4 separate regions of the Sus scrofa genome follow, and all the other regions are linked to region 3. Evidence: chromatin contacts called from public HiChIP or PLAC-seq and promoter capture Hi-C data. All regions are on one chromosome and are shown on one strand. The core of a region is the stretch at or near the end of the contact, and the rest is flanking DNA. Distances in the headings are between cores, read along the strand shown.

Region 1 (3,449 bases), core at 831-3,330, 160 kb before region 3:
CTGGTGTACCCCTCATGGGGTCCCTGCTGTGGCCTCCTGACATATCTCCCTGCTTCCATCCTGCCCCCTCCACAGTACAGGGTCCTTACAATCACTGCAGAGGTATATATATATATTTTTTTAAATTTTTTCTTCTCTTTAGGGCCTCACTCGCGGCATACGGGGATTCCCAGGCTAGGGGTCCCATCGGAGCTACAGCTGCTGGCCTACACCAGAGCCACAGCAACACAGGATCTGAGCCACGTCTGTGAACTACACCACAGCTCATGGCAACACCAGATCCGTAACCCACTGAGTGAGGCCAGGGATCAAACCTGCATCCTCATGGATGCTAGTTGGGGTTGTTAACTGCTGAGCCATGATGGGAACTCCACCACAGAGATCTTTAACATAAATCAAGTCTTCTCCTTTTCCTGCTCAAAACCCTCCAATGGCTCCCCATTTCACTCCAAATAAAACTCAAAGTCCTTTCCTATAATGGCCTACATAAGTGGCCCTTCACAACCTCCTTGACCTTGATCTCTACCCCTCCCCCTAGCTTTCTAAACCTGGACCGCTCTGATCTACTTTTCTCATCTTCAAACATGCCAAGTGTTTTCCCACCTTTGGACTTCTCACTGGCTATGCCCTCTGCCCAAAGCACTATCTTGCAGCCAAGAATGGTTTGGCTCAATGTCATCAATTCAGAAAGGTCTCCCTGACCATCCCAGTTCAAGCAGCATACCCTTCTTCAGGGGCTCTGTCTCATCATCCACTTCATTTTTTTCTATAACCTTTATTCCTAGCTGGAGTTACATTTTACTGATTTGTTATCTGTCCCACCTCAGTAGAATGTAAATTGGATGATGGCAGAGATCTTGTCTGTCTTGTTCCCTGCAGCTCTCCCTTATGAGAAAGGCAAATGAGAAATAAGCAAACAAAGAGGTCTATCATGGCAAATTGTTGTAAGTGGTGTATAAGCAACCTACAGCAATTGCTTCTTTGCGGGGAGGTGGGGGGGCACTTCATTTTATTTTCGAATTTTTTTTGGCCACATCTGTGACATTTGGAAGTTCCTGGGCCAGGGATCAAACCCATGCCACAGCAGTGACCTGAGCCACTGCAGCGACAATGGCAGATCCTTAACCCACTGAGCCACAAGGGAACTCCCTGGGGTACTTGAACATTTCAGGCTTATAAGGCTGCACTACTGTATTATTAAAACAAATGCCCTGAGCCATTTTAGGGGTGAGGACAGGCCTGCAAAAGGCTGATAACTTGCCCTGGGTCACACCCAGGAGTGAAACTCAACCTCATACCCTAAAAATATGTACATAACAAACTTTATTGTTCTAGGGCCTGCAGTCATGCTCTGGAAAGAGCCTGATTTTGGATCCTGAGGACCTCAGTGCTTTGCTCTTCTACTAACTAGCAAGCCCCCTTCATTTTTTGGTATTTCATTTTCTTCACAGTTAGAGTGGCATACATCCTGTTATTATCATGTTGCCTTCTCTCTCTCCTCTTCCTCCTTTTCCTCCCCTCCCCCCTTCCCCTTCAGTAAACTCCAAAGATGCAGCATTTCTAGGTGGAGCCCTCTGGCTGTCAGCACATTCAGATGTTCAAACCTAGGACTGATGGAGTGGGAGCCAGAGGTCTCCCCAGTGGGCCCTAGATCTTCTGGATCTGATTTTTTTTTTGGTCATCAATTCATTTTTAAGCAAATTCACTGAAGGCCTCTGAGACTCAGGCAGGATGTTCCCTGGTAGCTCAGTGGGTTAAGGATCCGGTGTTGTCACTGCTGTGGCTCTGGTCACTGCTGTGGCGTGGGTTCGATCCCGGGCTTGGGAACTTCTGCACACTCCAGGTGTGGCCAAAAAAGAAAAAAAAAAAAGAAAGAAAAGAAAAAGAAAAGGAAGATTAAAGAAAAAAAGCAAAAATTCCGGAGAGTTGAAACAGAAAGCATTGCCTTTTGTCCACCTCGACTCCCAACTCTATTCCCAAGTGTGGTCTGTTTTCCTCTAGTCTTTTTTTTTTTCCCTTTGTCAGTCCATCTACCCTTCATGGGCCAGAGCCCTCTGTCACTTCACAACCCGGATAGCGATGACGTTTGCCGAGGACAAGACTTATCAGTATATCCGCAACCATCACAGGAATTTTTGCAAGATCCATGTTCTGGAGATTCTGCCTTACCTGTCCTGCCTCACAGCAAGTGACCAGGTGAGCCAGGGCATCACAGCCAGGCACTGACTGGGGGCAGGGCTGTGGAATTCAGAGCTTCCCCCAAGCCCGGACCTACTCCCTCCTTCTCTGTGCTCTGCTTCCTGCTTCCTGCACTCAACAGTTTTCTAACTTTCAGAATGAAGTGTGGGATGGGGGTGGGTGGAGGGGGTGCCTTTTTCAACCTCACTGAACTCCCTCTTGTGTCCCTTTGGGGTAATGCTTCAAAATATGGCACATATTTCTGGGTTCTGCCCCCCCTCCACGCGCTATCATCTGAATGGTCTTTTTTGCTTCACCTCTTTTTTTTTTTTTTCTTTTTTCTTTTTAGGGCTGCACCCGTGGCATATGGAGGTTCCCAGGCTAGGGGGCGAATCAGAGCTACAACGCTGGCATACACCACAGCCACAGCAATGCAGGATCTGAGCTGTGTCTGCGACCTACCCCACAGCTCACAGAGCAAGGCCAGGGATTGAACCCACAACCTCATGGTTCCTAGTCAGATTTGTTTCCCCTGAGTCACGATGGGAACTCCTCTTCATCTCTTTTGTCCTTGTTCCTGCTGAGTTTCAGTTCCATTCTTCCAGACATGTGACCTGTCCTGCAGGCAGCCTGGGGGCTCAATTTCGAGAGTCCATGGGAGCCAGATGGCCAGCCTCTTAGCACTTGCCATGAGCCCCTATCACAGTGAGCCGAACCCATCAAAGTTTTAGCTGTCCCCAGATTAAAACTTGAGGCTTCCCTCTGCTTTCTCCTTGCAGATGCTGGTGGCATGTGGGTCTGTGGTTAGTGGGGTTTGGCCATTTAGTTCTGCAGTAAATGTTTTCTGCGTTTTTTTTTTTTTTTTTTTTTTGACTGCCCCGTGGCATATGGATATCCTGGGCCAGGGATCAGATCTGAGCCACAGTCCTGACCTAAGTCAAAGCTGTGGCAATGCTGGATCCTTAACCACTGCACCAGGCTGGGGATCAAATCTGCATCCCACAACTATAAATGTAATAAAATTCATTGAGTGGTTAAACAAACAAAAAAAAAAACAACAAAAAAACACCCCCTGCATCCCAGTGCTTCCAAGACGCCACCAATTCCATTGTGCCACAGTGGAAACTCCTTCTGTGGGTTTTTGTTTCTGCTACCTGGTTGCTTGTTTGTATGTGCTGAACCTCAGTTTCTTTCTTTCTTTTTTCTTTTTAATTACTCAAATGAATTTATCACATCTGTAGTTGTATAATGATCATCACAATCCAATTTCA
Region 2 (3,497 bases), core at 151-2,650, 200 kb before region 3:
TTGCACTCAGCATAATGAATTTGAGATCCATCATGTTTCTTTTAGCAATAATTTGTTCTTGTTCATTGCTGTGTAGTATTTCATTTATATGGATATCTCCCCAAATTGAATTATTCATTCTATTTTGGCTTTTATCTTTTTTTTTCTTAAGGGCCACACCTGCAGCATATGGAAGTTCCCAAGCTAGGGGTTGAATCGAAGCTGTAGCTGGGGGCCTATGCCATAGCCACAACAACACGGGATCTGAGCCATGTCTGTGAACTACACTACTGCTCACAGCAACACTGGATCCTTAACCCACTGAGTGAGGCCAGGGATTGAATCTGCATCCTCATGGATCCTAGTCGGGTTTGTTACCGTTGAGCCACAATGGGAACCCCCTTCTGGCTTTTAAATTTTAAAAAATTAAGGTAGGAATTCCCCTTGTGGTGCAGTGGGTTAAGGATTCAGTGTTGTCACTGTAGTGGTCACTGCTGTGGTACAGTTTTGATCACTAGCCAGGGACTGCCACATGCTATGGGCGTGGCCAAAAAAAATCAAGGTATAACTTATACGCAGTAAAATTCACTCTCTTACATACATAGTTTGGTGGGTTTTGATGAATGCGGTTTGGTGTCTGCCACCACAATTAAAATATAGAACATTTTCATTCTGCCCTCCATGGATTATTTACAACTATTTCAGATTGTGTTGGGACTATGCCAGGAGTGGAACCATTAGGTTGTGGCATGTATATTTTCCACATAGTTCTCCAAAGTTGCTATACCAGCTTACCTTCTCTCACCAGCAGTGTCTGAGACTTTTGTTGCTCCATATTTTCATCAAAATTGATAAATGTTATTTCTTAACTAGAAAATGTGACTGTTTATAGCAAAGAGCTCTCGTAACTATCAAGTGGCTGAACCTACATGCTGTGATGGAGCAGAGCAGAGGTCCCAGCCCATTTTCTGACTCTCCTACACCAAAATACCTGATCTTAGTCTTAGTTTTTTTCTCAAGTTAGATTTTTTTTTTTGCTTTTTAGGGCTGCACCCTCAGCATATGGAGATTCCCAGGCTAGGGGTCCAATCAGAGCTACAGCTGCCGGCCTACACCAGAGCCACAGCAACGGAGGATCCAAGCCAGCTGAGTCTGCAACCTACACCACAGCTCAAGGCAGTGACGGATCCTTAACCCACTGATCGAGGCCGGGGATTGAACCCGCAACCTCATGGTTCCTATTGGATTCGTTTCTGCCGCACCACGATGGGAACTCCCTCAAGTCAGATTCTTAGAAAAGTTTAAGTGACTCTTGGGAGTTAACTAACTGTAAGTCACTGGCTTGAATCTGTCCAGTGACAACAGTTCACAACCATCTAGAAATTTAGATTTCTAAAAAGTCTTTAATCCCCAGAATTGAACACAGAGGCACCCTATTTTCCAGAAGCAATAAAACTGCTGGTGCAGAAATGAAGGATTGTTTATACAAGGAGGTCTATAGCCACATGGAATCTGGAAACAATCAGGAGAGGGAAGTTGAGTAATGGTGGGGGACTTGCTGTGCTGCAGCCTTGAAATTCATGCCTTGAGAGAATGTTGGATGATGTGAAGTTATTCATTCCATTGTTCAAAGAAGACGGTTATGGGACAGAAGGTAAGAAGCATTCCCACCCAACCCACACGGGAGTTTGTGTGGGTGCCAAGCAGTGCTGCTGGGACAGCCTCCGCCCCACCCGGCCCACACCAGCACGCACACCCCTGGAAGGGGCAGTGATGCAGCTGCCAGTCTCTGAGTCAGCGGGGCCTGGGGCAGCGGGAAGGGAAGAGGCCTCACGTGGCTGGGCCTGAGCTGCCTCGTGGGGCCTCCCGGCTCTCAGCCTTGCAGGAAGAGCAGCGTTTGAAAGGACGAATCACACAGTGCCTCGCCTTCCTGGAGCCCAGCCAAGACGTGGAGCCTGGGGCTCCCTGCGGGGAGGGCTCGGGGAGGGGGCGCCTCCTGGGTTGGGATTGGGCATACCTAGGATGGCGTCCATCCAGCCACGTGGGAAGGAAGCTCCCAAGGTTGGATTAGAGTGGGTAAACTAGGCTGGGGTTATGGCTTCTGGGAGCTGGGGGTGGGGGCTGGCGCAGTCTCTGGTGACTCTGAGGGGATGGGGGTGGGGGGAGCATGGAGAAGGGGGTACAAAAGGAAGGGGATGAAACAGGCTGAAATTTAAGGACCTGCACCCCTCCCTCAGCACATGCGTAACATCAGGAAAATTACTTGATCTCAGTGCCTCAACTTCCTCATCTGAAAAATGGGGATAGTGAAGCCACTCCTTCAAAGGCTATTGATTGGAGCAAATGAATTGGTGTATATAAATCACAAAGAACAGGGCCTGCTTCACATCAAGGGTTATCCAAGTCTGCTGTGGCTGTTATTACTTAGAACCAATGAGGGGATTACAAGACCACACAGGTGAAAAGGATAAACCTGAAAACATTAAAAGAAAGGAGCCAACCTGAGGGTTTGGGCCCTTTCTGCACATGGACATGCCCTTGGGTGACAGGTTACAAGGAAAAAGCCCAGTTGCTGTGTGTAGGAGACAGGAGGCCTACTGCACCAGAGTTAGCAGTTTGGAGGCTGTGGATGGGGGTTGGTGGAGACAGAGGAGGAAGCTGATTGGTGGTCCACATAGGGCAAGCCTGAGGGTGCCCCAGGGAGGTGGAGAGGTCAAGGCTTGCCCTACGTCTGTCTCTTTTATTCTAGGGCAACCATACTACTCAACCTCGGCCCATCTGGACTCTCAGTAAAGCAGATCCTTTCTTAGTTTCCTCCTCTACAGTTTGAGAAATGGCTAGATGTTCTTTTCTGGCTTTCTTTCTTTGGGCCACAGCATGCAGAAGTTCCCAGCCCAGGGATTGAACCCATACCACAGCAGCGACCTGAGCCGCTGCAGTAACAATACCAGATCCTTAATCCAATGTGCCACAAGAGAACTCCTGGTTAGATATGGAAGTTTCCAGGCCAGGGATTGAATCAGAGATACAGGCTGCAACCTATGCCGCAGCTGCAGCGACACCAGGTTCTCAACCCACTGTGCCACAGTGGGAACTCCATTCTTATCAGTCTTATCAGACATTCAAAATATCCACTGCCTGGGGCTGGCAGATTCCATCTAATTTCCCTCCCTCATCCAGAAGTAAGGGGTGGCTTAACCCATCTGCCTGAGGTCTCCAAGGTTTGTGAAGAGCATCAAGAAGGGTTTCCAGCTGTAAAAAACCATCGGGGCTATCTTGAGCAAGTGAGCTCCCTGACCCTGGAGGTGTGTAAGTGGCACCTGAGGGTTGGTCCTGATGTCTGGGAGAAGTAGTGGAGCTTCCCATCATGGGGGCCAGGCTGCCCATCAGTGACTCGGGCCCATGCAGTGGCTTGGGTGGATGGGGGGAAGGAGCCTACTGTCTAAATTGAGTCAGTATCAGTCACCATGTGCATTCGGGTTGTGGGCATCAAGGGGGAGTGGAAGAGGCCAACACTG
Region 3 (3,785 bases), core at 757-3,256:
TGTTCCAACCAATGGAAAATTTCCCCTTCAAATTAAAAGCAAATGTTTTTTTTCAGAGGGAACATACACAAACAGATGCTGCGGAAGCCTGCTTCATTTAGATTTCATTTTGCACTGAAAACTACCAGGAATTAAAATACATGTGATTAAAATATAATCTTAAAGAGAATCTTAAAACTGAATCAGTTCAATTAGGCATATCATCTAATGAGTTCCTTTTAATTTTTTTTAATTGCTGCTATTTTTGAATCAAAAGATCATAATAAAAATGCTTTGGAGGTATGTTTCTTACATTAACTGAGTTTAGCTAATTTCCTGTCACTCTGTAAAATAATAACGGTAATAAAGAAACTGAAAATGCAACCCACTATCTTCTAAAACTTACAAAATCTGGTTTAAGAAGAGAAAAAGATCCAAGTGAAATAGCAAGGAACAGCTGTGGTATTACAATTGCTTCTTTTTAATTGGTTCACATCAGCTGTGACTCCTCATAACTTCACCTAGACAACAAAGTCAGTTCCACAGAGCCTAAGTATGTGGGAACCTGCAGAGCTTCCTCTTTTCTCTGGGGATGAGGACAATGATAAAAGGTGTTCTGTTTTCCAGCAGTCCTGTAAGAGGAGCCATTGAGCTGGGCTGCATAACCAGACAACAACACAGGGAAATTCAGATCAAAGCAAGGGTGCATGCCAGGGTAATACGCAATAAAACCCTTTGCCAAAGCATTAAGGGGGAAAAAAAAAAAGGCAAAGAGGTGAAGAGAACCTGCTGGACTACGTTCTTATTAACATTGAGAGGCAGGAAGAAACAAAATCTGCCTTACAGAGAAGCAGAGAAAACAGTGTCATAGATATGTTGGAGTATTTCTATAGACCAGTATGACTATATAGACATATTACCAATGAACTAAAAAGTGCATTTTAGTTAACTGGTAATGTAGGGTAGTTTCATGTACATATATATGAGTATATGACCACTGACTAAACCCCAAAACCAAGTGTTCTAGATAAACAGATATGAGACTAGAGGCATATTTTCAATTAACCCACTGCTTTTACAGTAAGAAACAAAGAAATACTATTTGAAAAAACAGCAGAGGCAGAACGAGGTGACGATCTGATGGAGTAATACATCTTTTTTCCTCATACCCTTTTTAATGATCTCTGATTCTCTCATTTCATAGGTGACACACACACCATTACGTCTCCGGAAACAAAGGAGGGTCTTTAATTCTCCGGCCTGAGGACGCACACACGCCCCCTACTCACAGACAGGCCCGCACCTGACTTTCATTAAATGAGTTAGCCGAGGCGAGAGGTCTTACCCCAGACCACAGTTTACACACAGTGACAAATGGGCACGAGACAAACGCCACAAAGAAAGGGGAGGAGCAGATGGGGACCAGGAAAACACTGCCACGCCGCACCCCCCACGGCGCGTTCCCATCGCCAAAACGCAGGCAGCCGTCCTAGCCAACCTCGTCCTCCCTGCTCATCCTAGGAGCCTCCCACGCCCGGGGACCCGACGCCGGGCACTGGCTAGGAGGGCGTTCGGGGTGCCCCGCACCGTCCCTCTGTGACCTCCCGGGGACAGCCCCGCGCCTCCCTTTGTGCGTGACCCACCCTCCGGATCGGGGCGGACCCTCCTCCGCGTCCCTCCCGACCTGGGGCAGCTGTCCCACCCCTCCCAGCTCCCCGCGGAGGCGCCAGGAGTGTGAGTGGGGGAGGCTGGAGTGGGCCCACGGTCTCCTCAGCATCCCGAACCTGGACCCGCCCGGTCCACTAAGCCCCAGACTGGGGGTGACGACCCTCGGCGCCCCCGCCCTTGCTTGCTCACTTACTCTGTCGTGCCCGCGGCGTCGGCGGCGGCGGCGGCGGCGGCGAGCGTGGCAGGACCGTCAGCGTCTGGAGGCTAGCGGCTGGCGTCTGCCGGGACCTAGCGCGGCTGAGGTGGCAGCGGCGGACTGCGCGCAGCGGCCCCGGCGAGGGGCGGGCCCGGTGGGGGAGGGGCGGCACCGCGCCTCTCATTCATGCAGCGGGGGCGGGGTGAGGGACCCGGATGCCCGGGCAGCCCCGCCCACCTCCCTGAGATCGTCCTGACTTCAGAGTCCGCAGTGCGCAGGCGCGGAGCGCGGTGGCCAGTCCTCGCTCCGCCCGTTGGGGTTGTCCCAGGGCGGAGCTGTCTTCCTCCGCCTGTGTTTAGTATTTTTTCTTGTCCTATAAGCATTTTTTAAAGGGAAAGCTTGGAACGCTACCTCTTTCCTAGCACCCAGACTGCCAGCATTCCGGGTCACAGGAGTCCGATAGATAAGGTGCACATTGCCTCTTTCCTCCATCTGTGTCACCTGCAGCAGATCCTCTCAGACTTCTGATACCCAGAATCTGCCCAAATAGTGGAGAGGAGTGTGTGCAAGAAAGAGTGCATTACTTTATTTATGTGCATCGACCAGGCCCCAGCTCCCATTCCATGGAGCAGGCCAGGAATTGACCTTTGTTTTGAGGAAATCTCAGCCCTTTCTGTAATAAGAAGGTTTAGGGTTTATCTAATGAATCTCCAAAGATCAAGTGGAGGCCCCTTGTCTTTGGCAGGCAGTGTGTTCTGCAGAGACACTCTCCTGTTCCCAGCCCCTTGGTTCTGCTACTCGTGGGCCACAGAACTCTTCGGGGGCTGCTGGGAGTCTCTGAGGCTCTTCGGCTGAGTGTGTGGGCCCTGTAGCTCAGGGAAATTACAGAGACAATTGCCCCACTTTGTTTCAGTCCCTAAATCACCCCTTGAGAGTCTCCTTTCTTCTCCTACCCTCCAAGCCCCCTCACACAAACCATAAACAGCTCAGGGGCTTAATTTTGGGAAGCAAAATAATAGTAGAAAGCGCCTGTAGGCAAGTTCCTTCTTCTTTGGCAAACAATAAATATCCAAGGTAAGGGGGGAAGTAAAGACTAACATCAACGAACATCTCAAGAAGTTCTGTAAGGTAAGAGATGGGTGGAAGCATGGGTAGAGAGAGAGTGGCAAAAGAAAGAGTGCTTATCAACAACCTATCCCTCACCCCCTGTCACTGAAGCCTGTGTCAGGGGTCCTTTTCCCTTCTCTCCCTCCCTTCCTAGCTCAACTGGACCAGTTGCCAGGAGGATCTGCTACCTCTCACTGTTTAAATCAGTCCTCCTCAACTCTCTCTAGCTCTACTGCTGAAGTCTCAATACATTCTTATGCAAGTCAATTCTCATGATATGCAAATCTGCCCATGTTGCTGTCTTTTTCTCTTTCTCTGCCCAGTGGCACTTTAGCACTTCTTTTCTAGCCATTTCCAGAACAGCATCAGAGTGTCTCGCCTTCAGTGCCTGGTGTTCCTGCTTTTCCCTTGATTAGAGAAGCAACACTTACCTAGCAACACTCAACAGTCACTTTTTTTTTTTAAATGAAATTTTATTTATTTATTTATATTTTTTTTGTCTTTTGCTATTTCTTTGGGCCGCTCCCGCGGCATAGAGGTTCCCAGGCTAGGGGTCGAATCGGAGCTGTAGCTACTGGCCGGCGTCTGCAACCTACACCACAGCTCACGGCAACGCCGGATCGTTAACCCACTGAGCAAGGGCAGGGACCAAACCCGCAACCTCATGGTTCCTAGTCGGATTCGTTAACCACTGCGCCACGACGGGAACTCCCTCAACAGTCACTTTTTAATTAAGTCTTCCTTCCTGCCCTCCCCTTGTTGACGGACTTTCTTTTGGAATTCCCACCTGTGCCCATTACCTATTTCTCTCTCAGCACCAGTCACACTTAAAGTT
Region 4 (3,851 bases), core at 65-2,564, 220 kb before region 3:
CCCTCCTCTTCTTCCTCCTCCTCCTCTTCTTCCTCCTCCTCCTCCTCTTCCTCTCCCTCACTCTTGAGGGCAGTAGTGATGGTGGCATTAGGGCCACCCCCAAAGCCAGCCTCGCGAAAACAGGCAGCTATGTCTGAAGGTTCCACTGCCTGCCAGGCCGCAGCCACGAAGTGCAGGGCCTCCATGAGGCCTAGCTGCAGGCCTGAGCGATCCTGGCCCTCCAGGGCGGCCATGGCCTTGAGAAGCATAGCCTGGCGGTAGTGGCCCTTCACCTGTTGGACCACTCCACGCTCCAGTGGCTGCACGGTGCCCGGCGGGAAGAAGGCTAGCTGCACATGCCGCAGGCCCGAGGTATCCAGGGACTGGGCAGCCAAGCGGCCAGCCAGCAGCAGGACTCGGCGAGATTCTGCAGCCATGCGGGTGTCCAGGGCCTTCAGGTACTTTGCCAGGGCCTGGGCGGTGACACCACCCTTAGAGTTGGCAGTGTAGTCGCAGGGCAGGCCGGCTTGGCCAGCACGGGGCTTAGCCGACTTGCCGGCCACAAGTGGGGGCAACTTCTCGCTGCCGTCGGCGTTGGCGCACAGCAGGACACTCAGGCGTTGTGTGGCCCTGCGTGCCCGTCCATCGCTGCCACATAGCCCTGCGGCCTGGTCGGGCAGGAAGTCGTACCATAGGCTGGTCTCAGTGGCGCTGAACACATCCTGAGAGGCGTAGCCCTCGGCCACCGACGGCGGCTGCTCCTCCCGAGCGCGCCAGCCCGTTGTACCCCCACCGCTGCCCTCCGAGGGCACTGCGGGCGGGCTGGCGGGAGCCGCTGGGGTCCGGGGAGCAGCGCTTCGCGACCGGGCGCGGGCCACTCCGCTGCAGGACACCACACCGTGTCGCCGGCGGAAGCGGTCCAGCCAGCCGTTGGAGGCAGTGAAGTCGTCCATGCCCAGCTCCTCGGCTATACGCAGCGCCTTCTCCTTGAGGATGATGCCCTTGACCGGCAGGCCAGCGGCGCGGATCTGCTGGAACCAGGCAATGAGCAGCCCCTCGAGCTTGTCGTAAGGGGACAGCTTGTTGGTCTTGCGGCAGGTGGAGGCTACACCGTACTTGCGCTCCGACGCCAGGATGGCGCGCTTGTTCTTCAGGATGGTGCTCAGCGTGGACGGCGGGATGTTGAAGCGCCGCGCGATCTCGCCCTTGCGCAGGTCCGGGTTCTCCTCCACCTCCTGGATGATCCGCGACTTCTCCCGGAACGTCAGCTGCCGCCGCTTGGGGCCCATCCCGGCGCGCCCCCCGCCCCGGGGCCCGGCGCCACCGCCGCCGCCCCGGGGCGGGGGGCCCGGGCCCGCGGCGGGGGCACCTGGCGGCCTCTCCCGCGCGCCCCGCCCGAGACAAAGCGGCTCGCGGGGCGGGGGGCGGGGCGGCGACCCGGCCGGGCCGGGGGCACCTTCGGGGGCGCCGGCGGGCGCGGCGCCGGGCGGCGGGCGGCAGGCGGCGGGCGCGGGCGAGGGCGGGCGGCGCGGGCGCGGAAGGCAGGAAGTGCCGCGGCGCGGGGAGCAGGGAGCGCGGCGAGCGGGGCGGAGCGGGCGGAGCGGGATCTCGCGGGAAGCGCGGGGACGCCCGGCACCGCCTCCCAGCCCTCAGCGCCCCCCCCCCACCGCCGTGCCTCCGCCCCGGACCGACCGCGCGGGGGCGCTTCGGCCTGCTGGACCCGCCAGCTCTCGGGCGTCCGGTGGCCAGTCGGCAACCGTGCGGGGAGGAGGGGCGCTGTCTCAGCCTCTGCGCTGGGTAGGCAGCGATTTGCTGTTGATGAAGAAGAACAGTGTTTTGTCTTTTTTGTTTTATTAAGGTAAAAAAAACCCACCTTTTTTGCGGAAACTGAAAAATACAGGAAATTCAAAAGCACCTTTCACCCCAAAACTTGGAAAGATGCGCAGGTAATATTTTGTTACATTTCCTAACAGTCTTTTCTCTAGGCATATGCAGTTTTCTTTTCAAAAATTTATTGCATAAAACTAGCATCAGATGGTATAGACTGTGTATTGGCATCTCCTGCTGTTTTACCTAGGATCCAGTGATGAGAATTTTGCCTTACTGATAAAGTACTGCCAACAAACTTTTTAATGGTTGTATATTGTTCCATTTATGGTTGAACACTAATTGATGTAGCCTATTACATATTTAGGTTATTTTTATAAGCAATACTACACTTTTAAATGTTTGATGATAACCCCACAATCCACAAAACACTAAGAACATCTCTGTGTGTCACCTTTTTGTGCTGTTCCATGCATTTAGCCATAAATGTGTTTGCACCTTCAGAAATAATGTCAGGTATGTACATAAACATATGTATGTACAAATCCCCGAAACCTCTTCCTGCATCGAACACATAAAGATGACAGATTCTTGAAACAATGAATAAATTTCAGTGTTTAAAAGAAAAATCTCTTAGAGTAGCAATAAGGAGTAGGCAGAGAGGAGGGCTGTGACCCAGGGGGACAGGCTGAGGATCTGGGGCTGAATGAAACTTCAAGGGAATGTTTGTAGACAAAGAAAAAAAGAAGACCAAAGACAGTGCCGTGGGTTCAAGGTTAAGGGCTCACGAAAGGACTAACAAGAAATTGGGGAGGAACAGCTGAAGGGGTAGGGGAAAATTCAAGCTCATATGCTGTCTGGAAGCCAAGGGAAGAAAGTATAACTCACTACTGCTTTATTTTTTTATTATCATAGTTGATTTACAATTCTTTTTCAATTTCTGCTGTACAGTAAAGCAACCCAGTTAGTTATACAAATATATATATATATGTATATATATATATATACATTCTTTTTTTCACACTATCCTCCATCATGTTCCATCACAACTGATCAGATATAGTCCCTTGGTCTATACAGCGGAATCTCATTGCCTATCCACTCTAAATGCAACAGTTTGCATCTACTAACCCCAAACTCCCAGTACATCTCACTCCCTCCCCGTCCCCCTTGGCAACCACAAGTCTGTTCTCCATGTCCATGAGTTTGTTTCTTTTCTATAGATAGGTTCATTTGTGCCATATGTTAGATTCCAGATATAAGTGATATATGGTGTTTGTCTTTCTCCTTCTGCCTTACTTCACTTAGTATGAGTCTCTAGTTCCATCCATGATGCTGCAAATGGCATTATTTTGTTCCTTTTTATGGCTAAGTAGTATTCCATTGTGTATATATACCACATCTTCTTAGTGTGCATTTCTCTTTTCATATGTGTATTGGCCGTTTGAAACCTGAGAACGTTCTAGTCCTATCTTATATTCATATGTCTCATGTATTTGTCTTTTTGTTGACTTTTAGGAGCTCTTCGTATCTCTGAACATAAAATCTTTAAGTATTTTGCGAATACTTTCTCCCAGTCTGCCACTGGCCTTTAACTTAGCCTAGGGAATCTCAGGTATGAGAAGTTTTTAAGTAGGTAGATCTGTCAGTTTTTTTCTTTATTGTTTCTGGATTTTGTGTCTTACTTAGAGAGGCCTTGTCCCCCATCTCTCCCACCTCAAAACATAAAAAATATTCTTCTGATCACAAGGTCCAGAAGAAAACATGGGAGACTTTTTCCTATAGGAGCCAGGTGGGTGTGTGGTCCCTGTGCAGAAGTGAATTAGGGTCACCTGGCTGAGGATTCCTTCTCACAAACCCTCAGGAAACTAAGTCTACATGTTGGAGGTTTCACTCATGTGCACTTATGTCTTTCTGCTTCCTCATTCATCCTGGCTTATGTAATCAGTAGTGTTTGGGTGAATGGACTGTGGGTGAGGTTTTTATTTTTTCCCCTACTTTAATAAATTTTCCAAATTTTCTTCAATAAGTGAGTACTGCAAGCT

Evidence for each region. Promoter capture Hi-C pulls out the DNA fragments that hold promoters and counts their contacts. HiChIP or PLAC-seq counts read pairs in DNA pulled down with a chosen protein or histone mark.
Region 1: an H3K27ac HiChIP or PLAC-seq map of alveolar macrophages shows a contact between it and region 3. The contact joins the promoter of MAVS here to the promoter of RNF24 in region 3. A contact is called at or near these places in 1 of 5 promoter capture datasets (liver), 1 of 47 Hi-C or Micro-C datasets (heart right ventricle) and 1 of 2 datasets of contacts at active chromatin or transcription factors (alveolar macrophages).
Region 2: a contact with region 3 is called in a promoter capture Hi-C map of liver, with 4 times the contacts expected there. The contact joins the promoter of AP5S1 here to the promoter of RNF24 in region 3. A contact is called at or near these places in 2 of 5 promoter capture datasets (fetal skeletal muscle and liver), 6 of 47 Hi-C or Micro-C datasets (heart right ventricle, liver, skeletal muscle and 1 more) and 1 of 2 datasets of contacts at active chromatin or transcription factors (alveolar macrophages).
Region 4: a contact with region 3 is called in a promoter capture Hi-C map of liver, with 4 times the contacts expected there. The contact joins the promoter of CENPB here to the promoter of RNF24 in region 3. A contact is called at or near these places in 1 of 5 promoter capture datasets (liver), 8 of 47 Hi-C or Micro-C datasets (embryonic fibroblasts, epiblast stem cells, fetal liver and 3 more) and 2 of 2 datasets of contacts at active chromatin or transcription factors (alveolar macrophages and skeletal muscle).

Annotation. Positions count from the first base shown.
Region 1 is chr17:31,863,865-31,867,313 of Sscrofa11.1, reverse strand. MAVS (mitochondrial antiviral signaling protein) reads left to right here and starts at 2,080. Exons shown (of 6, transcript NM_001097429.1): 1 at 2,080-2,196. The coding sequence starts at 2,080.
Region 2 is chr17:31,904,736-31,908,232 of Sscrofa11.1, reverse strand. AP5S1 (AP-5 complex subunit sigma-1) reads left to right here and starts at 1,400. Exons shown (of 5, transcript XM_021077709.1): 1 at 1,400-1,633.
Region 3 is chr17:31,703,576-31,707,360 of Sscrofa11.1, reverse strand. RNF24 (RING finger protein 24) reads right to left here and starts at 2,006. Exons shown (of 6, transcript XM_021078063.1): 1 at 1,841-2,006.
Region 4 is chr17:31,927,309-31,931,159 of Sscrofa11.1, reverse strand. It overlaps CENPB (major centromere autoantigen B), which reads right to left and starts at 1,314. Exons shown (of 1, transcript XM_021077378.1): 1 at 1-1,314. The coding sequence starts at 1,268. It also overlaps a transcript of CDC25B not described here.